2 separate regions of the Zea mays genome follow, and region 1 is linked to region 2. Evidence: chromatin contacts called from public Hi-C data. All regions are on one chromosome and are shown on one strand. The core of a region is the stretch at or near the end of the contact, and the rest is flanking DNA. Distances in the headings are between cores, read along the strand shown. Region 1 holds the start of LOC103638826 (probable N-acetyltransferase HLS1-like). Region 2 has its middle 21 kb from the start of LOC103638824.

What was found. Hi-C and Micro-C count contacts between places; a contact is called where the count stands out from the background.
Region 1: a contact with region 2 is called in a Hi-C map of leaf, with 5 times the contacts expected there. The contact joins the promoter of LOC103638826 here to the enhancer-like site in region 2. A contact is called at or near these places in 3 of 25 Hi-C or Micro-C datasets (ear, endosperm and leaf).

The regions. Positions count from the first base shown.
Region 1 is chr9:109,222,023-109,227,714 of Zm-B73-REFERENCE-NAM-5.0, reverse strand. It overlaps LOC103638826 (probable N-acetyltransferase HLS1-like), which reads right to left and starts at 1,644. Exons shown (of 3, transcript XM_008661632.4): 1 at 1,254-1,644; 2 at 774-970; 3 at 1-492. The coding sequence starts at 1,517.
Region 2 is chr9:108,937,618-108,943,633 of Zm-B73-REFERENCE-NAM-5.0, reverse strand. No RefSeq gene overlaps it. Among protein-coding and RNA genes, the nearest start is that of LOC103638824, 21 kb to the right of the region's middle. Within about 2 kb of position 3,018, at least 16 of the 20 cell types and tissues checked have an H3K27ac peak or open chromatin away from gene starts, as enhancers often do. A contact at or near this core is called in ear, endosperm and leaf, where this site is marked.

The DNA of each region.
Region 1 (5,692 bases), core at 395-2,894, 290 kb before region 2:
GCGCCGCGGTCGAGCGCCCGGAGCGCGGCGAGCGACGCGCGGAGCAGCGCGGGCGCGCCGCGCACGCGGAGGCGCATGGAGCGGGTGGAGTCCCAGACGCTGAGCACGGCGAAGGACGGCGGGGCGGACGGGTCCGGCCCGCTCTCGATGGCCGCGAACGTGCCCAGCGTGAGCTTGTGGGCGAGCAGCGCCGGCATGTCCGCGGGGAGGAACTCCGTAGCCTGCGGCGGGGACAGGCGCGCGTACGCGGCGGCCGCCAGCGGCGGCGGCAGCTGGAACACGCGGTGCGCGCTCGGTATGGGCAGGCAATGCGCGTGCACCGGCCGGCCCAGGAACTCCGGCCGCCGGAACGGCGCGTACCCGAACCGGCCCGTGAACAGCGCCAGCGACGCCGCGTTGGACGTCGTCGTCGCCATCGTCGCGTGCGCCGCGCCGCGCTCACGGCACCACTCCTCCGCGCGCTCCACCAGCGCCGTCGCGATCCCCAGCCGCCTGCAAGGAAAGCGCAATTAAGGTGAGCACGCGGCCGTTCAAAACCACGCGCGCGAGCGGCGGCGCCTCGGGGACCGTGCGCGGCGCCTGCAGTGGACTCCGGCCAACCAGCCATAACGGTGGGGCCCCCCTCCCTCGGACGGCCCACTCCGCGGGGCGGGCGATTAGGCAAGCAGAGAAAGTACGTTGGTGCCAAGCAGAGATACGGACGCATTGTGTTGTGTGCATGCATCCCCCGCATGTGGTGAGAATCGAAGAAAAGGAAAGAAGCGGTGAAGTACCTGTGAGACGGAGAGACCCTGAGGCCGAGGAGGCAGGCCACCTTTACGTACGCCGGCGGCGACGGCTGCTGCTCCTGCTCCTGCTTCGGGTTCGGGGAGGAAGAACGTTTCTGTTTCTTGCCGCCGCCTCTGCCCACCACCCTAACGCAGGCCTTGATGAGCCCGACCATCTCCGCCTCCTCGCCGTACTCGGCAACCTGGGCGTTGCAACTTCGTCATCAGCCAACGTACATACAGAATAATCTGATAAAATTGTCGCTGTCGAACGCATCTTTCATTCGTGCACATCAATTATCACTAACAAATTGATCTGTCCCTCAGTGTTTGAACTTCGAACAGTATTACATACCAGAACGATCGGATTGGTGTACCGAACAAACAAATCGATCGAGCTTCTTTTGTTTATCACTACTAATTATGCGCTTGTTAATTCATTCGGTGGTAGCTTGCTGCGCGTAGATTAGTTAGGCCGCCACTTACCAGCATGACGTGCTCCGGCGCGTGGCGGACCCTCGCCAGCGGGTCGCCGACCTGCTCGACGGAGAGCGACATGCCCTTCTTCTTCTTCTTCTTTTTCTTCATCGTCTTCCGCAGCTTGCTGCCGCTACTGTCGTCGTCGGCGGCTGTGGTGTCGTCGCCGGACAGGCCGACCTGGCACCGGCGCTCGAGCTCATCGACCGCCGCCAGGTCGCTCTCCATGTTGAACTCCCTCACCCTAAACGACACCTTCCTCTCTCCATCCATGACGCCGACCTCAGACGACAGTGTCTAGCCTATTAGCTTGTTCGTCGCTGTCGCAACTAGCTTAGCTTAGCTCAAGGAGAGCTTAGCTTGCTGTGCTGCTGCTCCTCTACGACGAGGAGGGCGTGCGGCAAATTTATACAGGTAGCTAGTAGGCTGGCGGGGAGAGACGAGAGCGGGAGTGAGGAGAGGGGTATTGTGGGGACGGGGCAAAATAGTAACCTCCCACTCCCAGTGACGCAGAGAGAGAGAGAGAGAGAGAGAGAGAGAGAGAGAGAGAGAGAGATGCAAGGACTGACGGAGAACAAAGAACAACGGCGGCGTTTGTGTAATAGGCTAGTGCTAGCTACCATTCCTCTTGGATTAGATTAGTGGGGAGAATGGAGGCGATTTAACTGCCTGGTTTATTATTATTTTTTTCAGATAGAGCCTAATCTAGCTGAACGAAGTGGGGCCCAGTTCGTGGTGAAAGACTATAGTTCAGTAGCTGTTCGTTCATTCACACAGAAACAGTTTATTGAATTGAAGCTAGGCGCCAAATCAGCCTAGCTTAGTAATCCTATTACTCTAAAGCACACCGGCCTTTAAACAAGTGAGATTCTTTCCAGTTCAACAGAGGTTATATAATAGGGCGATGGGAATTAGGATTTGTGAGGCCGGAACCTACCGATTGTAGGGCATCCGAACATATATTCCAAGAGAGGCGGTTCTGGAGATATGATTCACAGAGGATCAGTCTTCTTGGCAACGCACAAATAAATATATAAGTGGACGATGATGGACGTTTTATTTAAAATTTTGTAGATGGAAATAAAAATACGTTGCCCAGATATGATCCAAATGAATAAAGAACATTATTCTGTCGTTGAAATAAAAAAATCTGAAAAAAATCCTTTGGCAGATATACTAGTGAATTTGCATAGCGCTATTTCTCAGTGAAGGTAAAAACATGTGGACTATTGTACTGTACTGTAGGTTTATATTCTCGTCTTCTGCTATTAAAGTGAAGTTGGTCTGTTCGCTGCAACCAACGTTTGGCTCGGTTTGTCAGAGGAACTCCTTTATAGATTATGTCATGAAAATTTAATTAGACCTCTGTATTTCTCTATTTGTATAGTTGAAAAGATTTAAGATAAAAGCAACATGATGATTATAACCTATACAGACCTATATTATGACCACGTAATATAAATATAAGCCACAACTTCCTGATACATATAACACACTAATCTATTTTCATATGATAATCAACCTCTTAGGAGTGTATCTAGCTCTCAAGAAATTATCGATATGCCAGCAAGTTCTTCATCTTCGTCTGCAATCATAAAGATACGGACAACTTCCGATTATCAAAGACCCAATTCCCCCGGTGCCATGAGGCGCACAACTTTTGCGTTGTTTTGACAACAAGATAAGCCTCCATCGAAGACGATCACCATCACCCCAATGAAGACAAGATGATGAAATACATGCAAAATACAAAATATGCGACATAGGTTGCCCAAGACTAGCAAGTGGTTAATTATATCCTGGATCCCTATTAAAGTAAGTATTGACGCATGTCGCAACCAAAGAAACAATTGTTGAAGCCTGAAAAGTGATCAAAGAAATGTTTGCCCCAAACTCGAACCAAGGTAGCAAATTTGTGATTTACGCTAACAAATACAAAGAAGAGAACAATAACAATGGTGTGGTAATTTGGCATGATAAAGAAGTTTGTATATAAACTAGCCTCAACTGGGAATGAACTAGCCTCAATTGGGAAGACATTCATTCACATATATATATTCTTAACGGCCTTGATGCTAACTATACACCACTAATATTATTTGTAAACGCAAGAGTAGAACTAGTTTCAGATATTGAACTCTATATTCAATATCTTAGCTATGAGAGCCTTCAACATATATGGCTAGGTGAAGAAAAACAACTCTCCACGTTGCAAACTTGGCCATTGGTGGATGTGGCCTTGGTAGAAGCTATGGCAATAAGGAAGAAGCACCTTCGATCAATGATAGAACCGAGGAGATTGTCACAAGGGAGGCTACACTAGGCCAAATACATGCTCTTCAAGTCGAAGAAAGAAGTTATTGTGTCAAATGTGTAGCAAGTCAAATCATCAAGCTAGTGATTATTGACATTGATATGATCAAGATTTTCAAAAAAGAACATAAATTTGTAGGTGCAATAATGTCTTTCTATGGAGTGGATACAAACTAGTATATAAATACAAGAGGAATTGATCATCTCACAAGAGAGTTGGAGAAGCTCCCCATATGTGGTAAATACTAGGTAAGGTCAAGTTTATGCTACAAACGGGAAATGTATGCATATTAGTCACGTTGACAGTACTTCGATTTATTCCCTAGCAAAACTTTGCATCTCAATAATGTCATTCATGTTCGTAGCTAAAATAAGTCTCTATTTATTTCATAACTTGTTCAAAAAAATCTGACATGTTGCAAGTCTTACACAACGTTTAGAATCTTGTCGAAAGGCAACTTGATCAAAAGACACTTACATGCAAACAGATTGGTTGGTGAGTATGAGATTTGAATTCCTTATTTCAAATAATAGGAATTGCCCATCATGTCTTTTATCCTCATGCTAATAAGCAAAATGGGGCAGTAGAAAGTAAACATCATCATATTATAGAAGTAGGCCTTGCTTTGCTAGCCAATCCATCCATGCCTTTTTACATTATGGGATGAAACCTTCCTAGCCATTGTGCATTTAATCAACATTCTACCACCAAATGAAAACCCCTATATTTTTTTCTTGTCCACAAAGCTACCTATTCCAAAAGGTTGTAGAAGTACCTGCTAGTCAAACCTACGTCCCTACCACAATAGCAAGCTTGCCTTTAAATCTATACAATGTGTGTTTATGGGTTATAGTTCCATGCACAAGGGTTTTAAGTGCTTTGATACCAAAATAGGTTGAGTTTATATTTCTCGAGTTGTTGTCTTTGATGAGAAACTATTTTCCTTTTCCTAGCTCTAGAAAATGATAGTGCGAGGCTTAGAAAAGAAATTCTTTTCCTACCACAAAATCCTTAACCCAATTTATCTTGTCTAGAGAATGAATCGACTAATTCTAGCTTGACTAAAGCTAATGTAAGCACCTAGGGAAGGTGAAGGACAGGCGAGGCGATCAGAGGGGGGTGAATGGGAGCCACAAAAATTCTCTACTTAGGAGCACCATGACTTGATCCCAAACTTCAACCTGAAACCCTAAGGGACTCCAAAAGCACTGAAGCATTATGCAAATCAATCCAGTGTTGATTGACTGCACCAAAATGCTAGTGAAGAACAAACTCAACTGTATGCAGAAAACCAGAAGCAAAAGCACAAAATAGCTCAAATGACAGTGTTGCTCTACTGGCCGGCAGTGCCGCACCTTAAAACTTGCACAGAATCCTCTCAAATTTCATAGAAAGTAACTGAAGAAGGAAAGAAGGTGTTTTATGAAGTTTGATCAAGAACAAATCACAAACACACAAACTGATTCAAAATCTCCATTTAATTGGGGGTTTTGTTGGGGTTTTCTCAATCAAACTCGAAACGAGGTGATCTTGCATCACGACCAAAACTGCTCAAGCTTGGTGTTTGTAGTGGTCTAGAGAGTGATCTTCACCCCAAGGCAATCCCCAACACAAACCACAACTCAAGAAAATGATGATTCTCCCAACATCCAAAGAGAGAAGAGAAGGGAAGAAAGTGAAAACAAAATCAAATCAAAACTGTAGCAACCACAAACTGAGCACATGATTTGACAAACACTGGACCATGGATGGTTACGACCACCCTTCCTCTCGAAATCACAAGTTCATAGATGTTGACTTACAAATTGCATGTGGATCTCCAGGCTCAAGACTTCTCGCAATACAAACTAGAGAGCAAAGTAAACTCAAATCAAAAGAGAATACCCAAAGAGAAAGCTGCACACAAAAGCCCTTGCACCTTTTATAGGGGGTTATTTCACTTGCCTAAACTACCCCTAGTTACATAGAGCTCATTCACTTAATCGGGGCAAAATGGACCAACTCCTGGAATATACATCTGACGACCACACGCTCCACATGAAGTTGCTTTGCCTCAATGCATCCTTCGCGATGGCGGCACGTGCCACCTCCGATTACAGCCGATATCACATCCCCGAGTTTTGAGCCTAAACAC
Region 2 (6,016 bases), core at 1,769-4,268:
GAGCAATGTCATTCGCCGAGTGTTTGACACTCGGCAAAAAGGTCGTTGCCGAGTGTCTTATGCTTGGTAAACGTGGTCATTGCCAAGAGTGTTATTTCGGCGCTTGTGGCACTTGGCAAAAAAAATCTTTGCCAAGTGCCCGACAAAATGCACTCGGCAAAGAGCCGGATTCCGGTAGTGATTATATAGTGGTATAGATAATGGTAGTGATTTTCTCCCTTCAATTTGCCTCTCAACTAGAGGTAAATTGAAGGGGCGAAGGGCCCATATTTTTAACTATCTTGCCTTGTTTTGATTTTACTCGGGAATCAAACCAGGTAACCTTACAATTATGAAAAGAAATAGAAGCCTTATTTTCATTCATTGTGTTAATAGATGACATTATTCCAGTGGATTTAAAAACAATCTTTTTAGGCTCATCATGAGTTTCAAAATTTCCATTACCAAGAGATTTAATAATTTTAGAAGCATGAGTCTTGGAATGTGCATAAGGTTCAAAGCATAAGCCAATTTTAATTTTTGTTGAAATGGTCTTTTGTTCTAAAACTTGACTCAAACTATAGTTCCCATTTTATCTTGCAAATATTAATTATGTTTTAAAAGACTGTAATAATTATTGCAAGAATAATTAAAAGAGTGGAAATTAGAACAAGAAAGAACATTATGTGTAGAAAAATTAATTTTCAACTGATCAACTCTAGCATTAGCATCTTTCAATTTTAACCCCAAGAGTATTACATTTATCACAATAAGTTGGTTGACCAAGAGTATTACATTTTTCTCCTTTTCTAGTTTAAGTTCCTCTACAGTTGAAACATGCAAATCTTGTAAATAAATAAATTCAGAATAAACTACATCACATTTGTTTTGCATGTATTACCAACATGTATCAAGGTTTTAAGTCTAGAAATTTCAGCATGCAAAGATTCAACAAAAACATCAAGTTTCTTAAATTTTCTATTTCTTTCTTCTAATAAAGTACCAAGCTTTTCAACAACATTAGCTAAATCATCATAAGAAGGTTGTACCTCGTTTTCACTATCGGCGTCGTTGTTGGAGAAGCTCTTGTTAATCGCCTTTAGACACAGTCCTATCAAATCATGCACTTTCTTGTCTTTGATGGTTTTTTCTTCTTCACTACTCTCTAAATCAACATTGCTCATATTGACTTGGTCAAGCACTAAAAGAACTTGATGTATTATCTTGCGATTCAAAAAGTTCTTCATATTCTTTCTATTGAATGTGTGCTCTTTCTTATCAGATTTTATTTCATCTTCATTGTCCTCCTCATCCTTTGCCATCATTGCCAAAAAACTTTGGACATTTAGGGTGTAAATGTTTGAGTGAGCCGCACTCATAACACTTTCAAGGATTAGACTTCCCTTCCTTCCTTGATCTCACATTTTGTAAAGCTTTAGTAAAGCGAGAATAGAGAGTGTCCAAAGAATCTTTCGGTAATTGTTCTAGTTGTTCATCGGTTAGTGAAGACAAAAAGGACAAGACATTACTAGTGGTGGTAACATTATGTAACTTGCTAGATTGTGAAGCTAAAGCAATAGACTTTGAACCGAGTTTGCTACCAAGAATATCTAATTCATGAGTCTAATTTAGAATAAAGCACATCTAATGTAAGATTACTCATGACAATTGATTCTCTAATTGAAGTTACTTTCATCTCCCAAGAAGATATATCTAATGCACCGTGTTGTCTAGAATTTTCTGCATTTGTGGAAGTAACATTAATAACTCGCAAATTACTAAGGATTTTATTAAAGCGTGCAAAGAACACATCTAATGATTCACTAGGTTTCATCTCAAAGTGCATATATTATTTTTTAAACATGTCTTGGTGCACTTATTTTATTGTATTATAAACTTCATGATAATCACATAGTGCTTTTCATACCTCATATGCAAACTTGAGATGCACCACCCGATCAAAGTCACTCCTCCCAAGACCTTGGATGATCATGTTTCTTGCCTTGCTATTGTTATCCACATTCGTTCAGTTAGCTTCATTAACTTGTTAAGGCACCTAAAAAGGGTTAGCAACTTTTTCACGGTACACCCAATCTTGTGCTTGATGTATGCCTCCATCTTTGCCTTCCAAAATTGAAAACCACATCCATCGAAAACACATGGTTTTGTGTAATATCTAAACATAACTATTTAATCTAATCACCGATTAAGATTAATTAGATAATAAACACAGCTCCGATATCACTTGCAGGATCGTATGACGCTAAAATAGGCAATCAGAAAGGCGGTGAATGATTGTGGAAGCTTAAAATTGATTCTCACCTCCTCTTAATCACAAAACCAATCTATACATTTTTCTCAATTTGGACATATTACTGTTATGGTAATAAAACATTTCTGGCTAAAATTCGTAATGCCGATAGATCTCAAAATTTAATAAATAAAATAAAATATGAATCTAACCCAACCAGAATCATGTAGATCGGACTTCCGGATCTACAGTTATAAATAAAACAAGGTCGTTGTTCCAAGTAGTAACGAAAATTAATCTAGACCTAATTTCAGAATTAAGCAATAATTAGAAAAGATCAATCTCCCAAACTTTGTAGATCACTAATTTGTTGCCTTAGTAATGATATAAATGAATCAAAACACCAGTAACAATTGAAAACAAAAATTCAATCTAGAATCAAAATTAAGAACAAAATTAATCAATAAAGAGTGATGAATAATATTACCGTAATAATCTTGCATAATCGACTATTTAATTATCATGATTTGTGTATAAAAGTACTCCTCGAAAGCACCAGAATGTTTCCCATTGATATCTCTAAAAAACCTAGATTAATCTCTTAATAGATCTAATCTAATTGTTTATCTCCTCTAAACCCTCATCTTAGAAATTAGAAAAATCTGATCTCTATTTTTTAAAAGGACTTGAGTCCTAATCCATCCCGGACTCGATTCCATCTAGCTGCGTGGGCTACGCCGCAGCCCCCACCGGGCCGCTACCGCTTCCTCAGCTTGGGCCGCCAACCTCCGCGCGCATTTGGGCCTGGCGCTCCCTGGCCACCAGCCCACCAACTTCCACGAACCGGTAGTACCAGCCAAGTCGCATTCACAGCCACTCAACAAACCTCGCCCATGCCATACATGTGAGGCCACGGCAACCTGCATTTACACGTGAGCTCCTTTCTTTCTTTTTTTAATTTCTTTTCCTTTTCTCTTTTTCACATATTATATATTTCCAATGTATCTAAAATATGACACTTGCGTGCATCTTAGTACTACAGTCGTTCACGTTTATTTTCCAATCTCCAACAGGCTATGTAAACGGCAGTGCAAAGTATACTGTTTTGCGGTGTAGATTACACTATTTGCAGAGTAAAGTTTAAAATCTCTACTAACTATTAAGAACCTACTGTAGACTGCCCCCGCCTACTTATACTAACTATTAAGAACCTACTGTAGACTGCCCCCGCCTCTACCCGCCCGCCCACAAACCACGCAAACCCCGCCGCGACCATGGCGAACCTCAAGCCCGCAAACCTCTCCGTGAATCCCGCCGCGACCGCCTCTTCCGCCGCGAACAGCCTGTGCCTTGCCCGCTGCTACCGAAGCGCTCGCATTCCCGCACGCCCGCCGCAGCGAATCCTGCCGCGAATCTACATGGCTTAGTCGTTCTGATTGGAGAGAAGTGGATTTATGTCCCAGCGAGGGGACAGGGGTGAGGGGCACGCCAGGAGACCCGGCCGGTCCAGCAGCTTCGACATATTTGATTCTGATTGCCCTCTGCTCTTCCTCGCACGATTGGTTGATCTCGCCAGGGTTGATAGGGTTTTGATGAGAACTTTGAATCTTGATTGCAGCATTAGAAAGCCTGGCAATGGCCACGACGGACACCAGAGGGTGGTGAACCAGCCTGACACCACTGGCTTCCAGCCTGCACCAGCGCCTGGCCCCCACCAAACTCCTGCACGCCCGCCACCTGCGCCTCAGAATGCAGCCACCCCCGAACCAGCGCCCGGGCACTGTGCCCCATCGCCGACAGCGCCTGCCAGCACCCGTACAAGCCTAATTCAACACACACCCGCCATTACCGCGATTGCAGATCTCCCAGTTGAGCGTGCGCCATTACCGCGATTGCAGCAGCGAGGGCTTGAGGTTCTCCAGTACCACAACATTTGGTAGGGGGAGGCGCCTACTATTGAACCTCGCAGCCAGACCCCCATCCACGCACCCACAAACGCGCCACCTACCTTTCCTTCAGATTCGCGGTAATGCCTTTGCTATTAAAAGAGTCATTCTAGGCTGGGAGATCTAACACAACTCTCTACCGTTTCATCGTGTGCCTGTTACGTTCAAGGCTGGGAGACATTCTAGGCTTATCGTTCAACCAGCCATTCCTCACTCGCGAGGGGGAAGCAAACGACGGCTGTGCGGGTAATACATTTCTCTCCTACTACATGGTAATGCTTTTGTATTTTCAATCTACATCAACATGAGCACCATTAGCAACCAGGAAACAAAGAAGTTTCCTGGAGTCTCAGCTAATAACTTTGATGGATCATGGTCATTCTGCAAGAAAACAAAGATTAATCACAATTTTCTTATGTGATGTCGTGTGCTGAAGCAAACAACATAACCCATCTTTTGAAGATAAGTTAGTGTGGGTGAAATGCAATAATAAATTATACAAATAAATCTAGCAAAGTTATCCAATCAGACAACAAGAATATAAAGGAAGAAGGGAGTATTTACCTGCAATAAATTATACAAATAAATTTAGCAAAGTTATTCAGAATCATGAACTCATTTGTCTTAAGCAGGCATTTGCATTAGCTTATTATAATTATGATATCAAATAATTAGTATCGGCATAGCAGACATAAGTCAGGAAACCACCAATTTCCATAAATTGCAAACCCATGTGGAGGTATCTCAGCTGGAGGATCATTCGCAGTAACTTGTAGTTCCAAGAGTTGTTCGATAGCCTATTGTCTAATCAATGAATCAAACTGTACTACAATAAGAGCAACACATGATTGGGTATTTGGCTTTGCACCTTGTAACTTGACAGGTTTCCCTTTTATATACAAATGTCAGCCACTTATGTCCCCAATGCACCGACATCGGGCTGTGTTGCTCCAACCAATCCATCCCCACAATAAGGTCATAGCCACTCAAGGGTAAAATCTTAAAGTCAGTCAAAAAGGTTGTTCCCTCACATAGCCACTGGCAGTCGGGAACCATATGGGTACTCCACAGTTCTCCCCCATCAACAACCTTTACATGAAGAGGATGCTGCAACGATCGAACACCAGTCATTACTCCCAATAGATGGCTTCCCATTAAACTTGCATAACAGCCGGGGTCAAGTAATACCAAGACCTGCTGAAAATGGATCGAAGCCCAGAGTTTGATGGTCTTTCTACTCTCACTACCTGTCACTGCTGCCATAGAGATAGCCAACACACATTCTTGGTTGCCTTCGGTTGTTGGCTCTCTAGGTTCCTCCCCTTGACCTTCTGCACCTATGGTGAATGCCCACATTTCCTCTAGCACATGTAACGGCACAGTGTTGGAACATCTATGCAATTGACCCCATTGTTCGCCACACTTGAAGCACAACCCTTTTGGCTTTTCTGTAAGCTTTTAATGCTGACATTTTGCCTTCTTCTCCTTTGGACTGTGGTAGACATTTGTGGTCTACGCTCTCCATTTAGTCCTGACACTCGATTGCCTGACAGTAGGGGTGGAGGCAACGGTAGAGGACCTAACTTGGGTGGAACATGATAAAAGATCCCATCTCTATTCTCCGTTGTTCCTTCCGTCCAGTACTATTCATCATATCTTCTTGTAATAATGCAAGTGAACAAGTTGTATCTAGGTCAGACAGTCGCTGCATGATCACTGCTATTTTCAGTTCATCTTTTAAACCATCAATGAACCGAGCTGTTACCATGGTAGATGTCAATTGATGCTCATGAGCCATTAGTTGGTGTAATAGCACGTCGAACTGTTTAATGTACTCAGA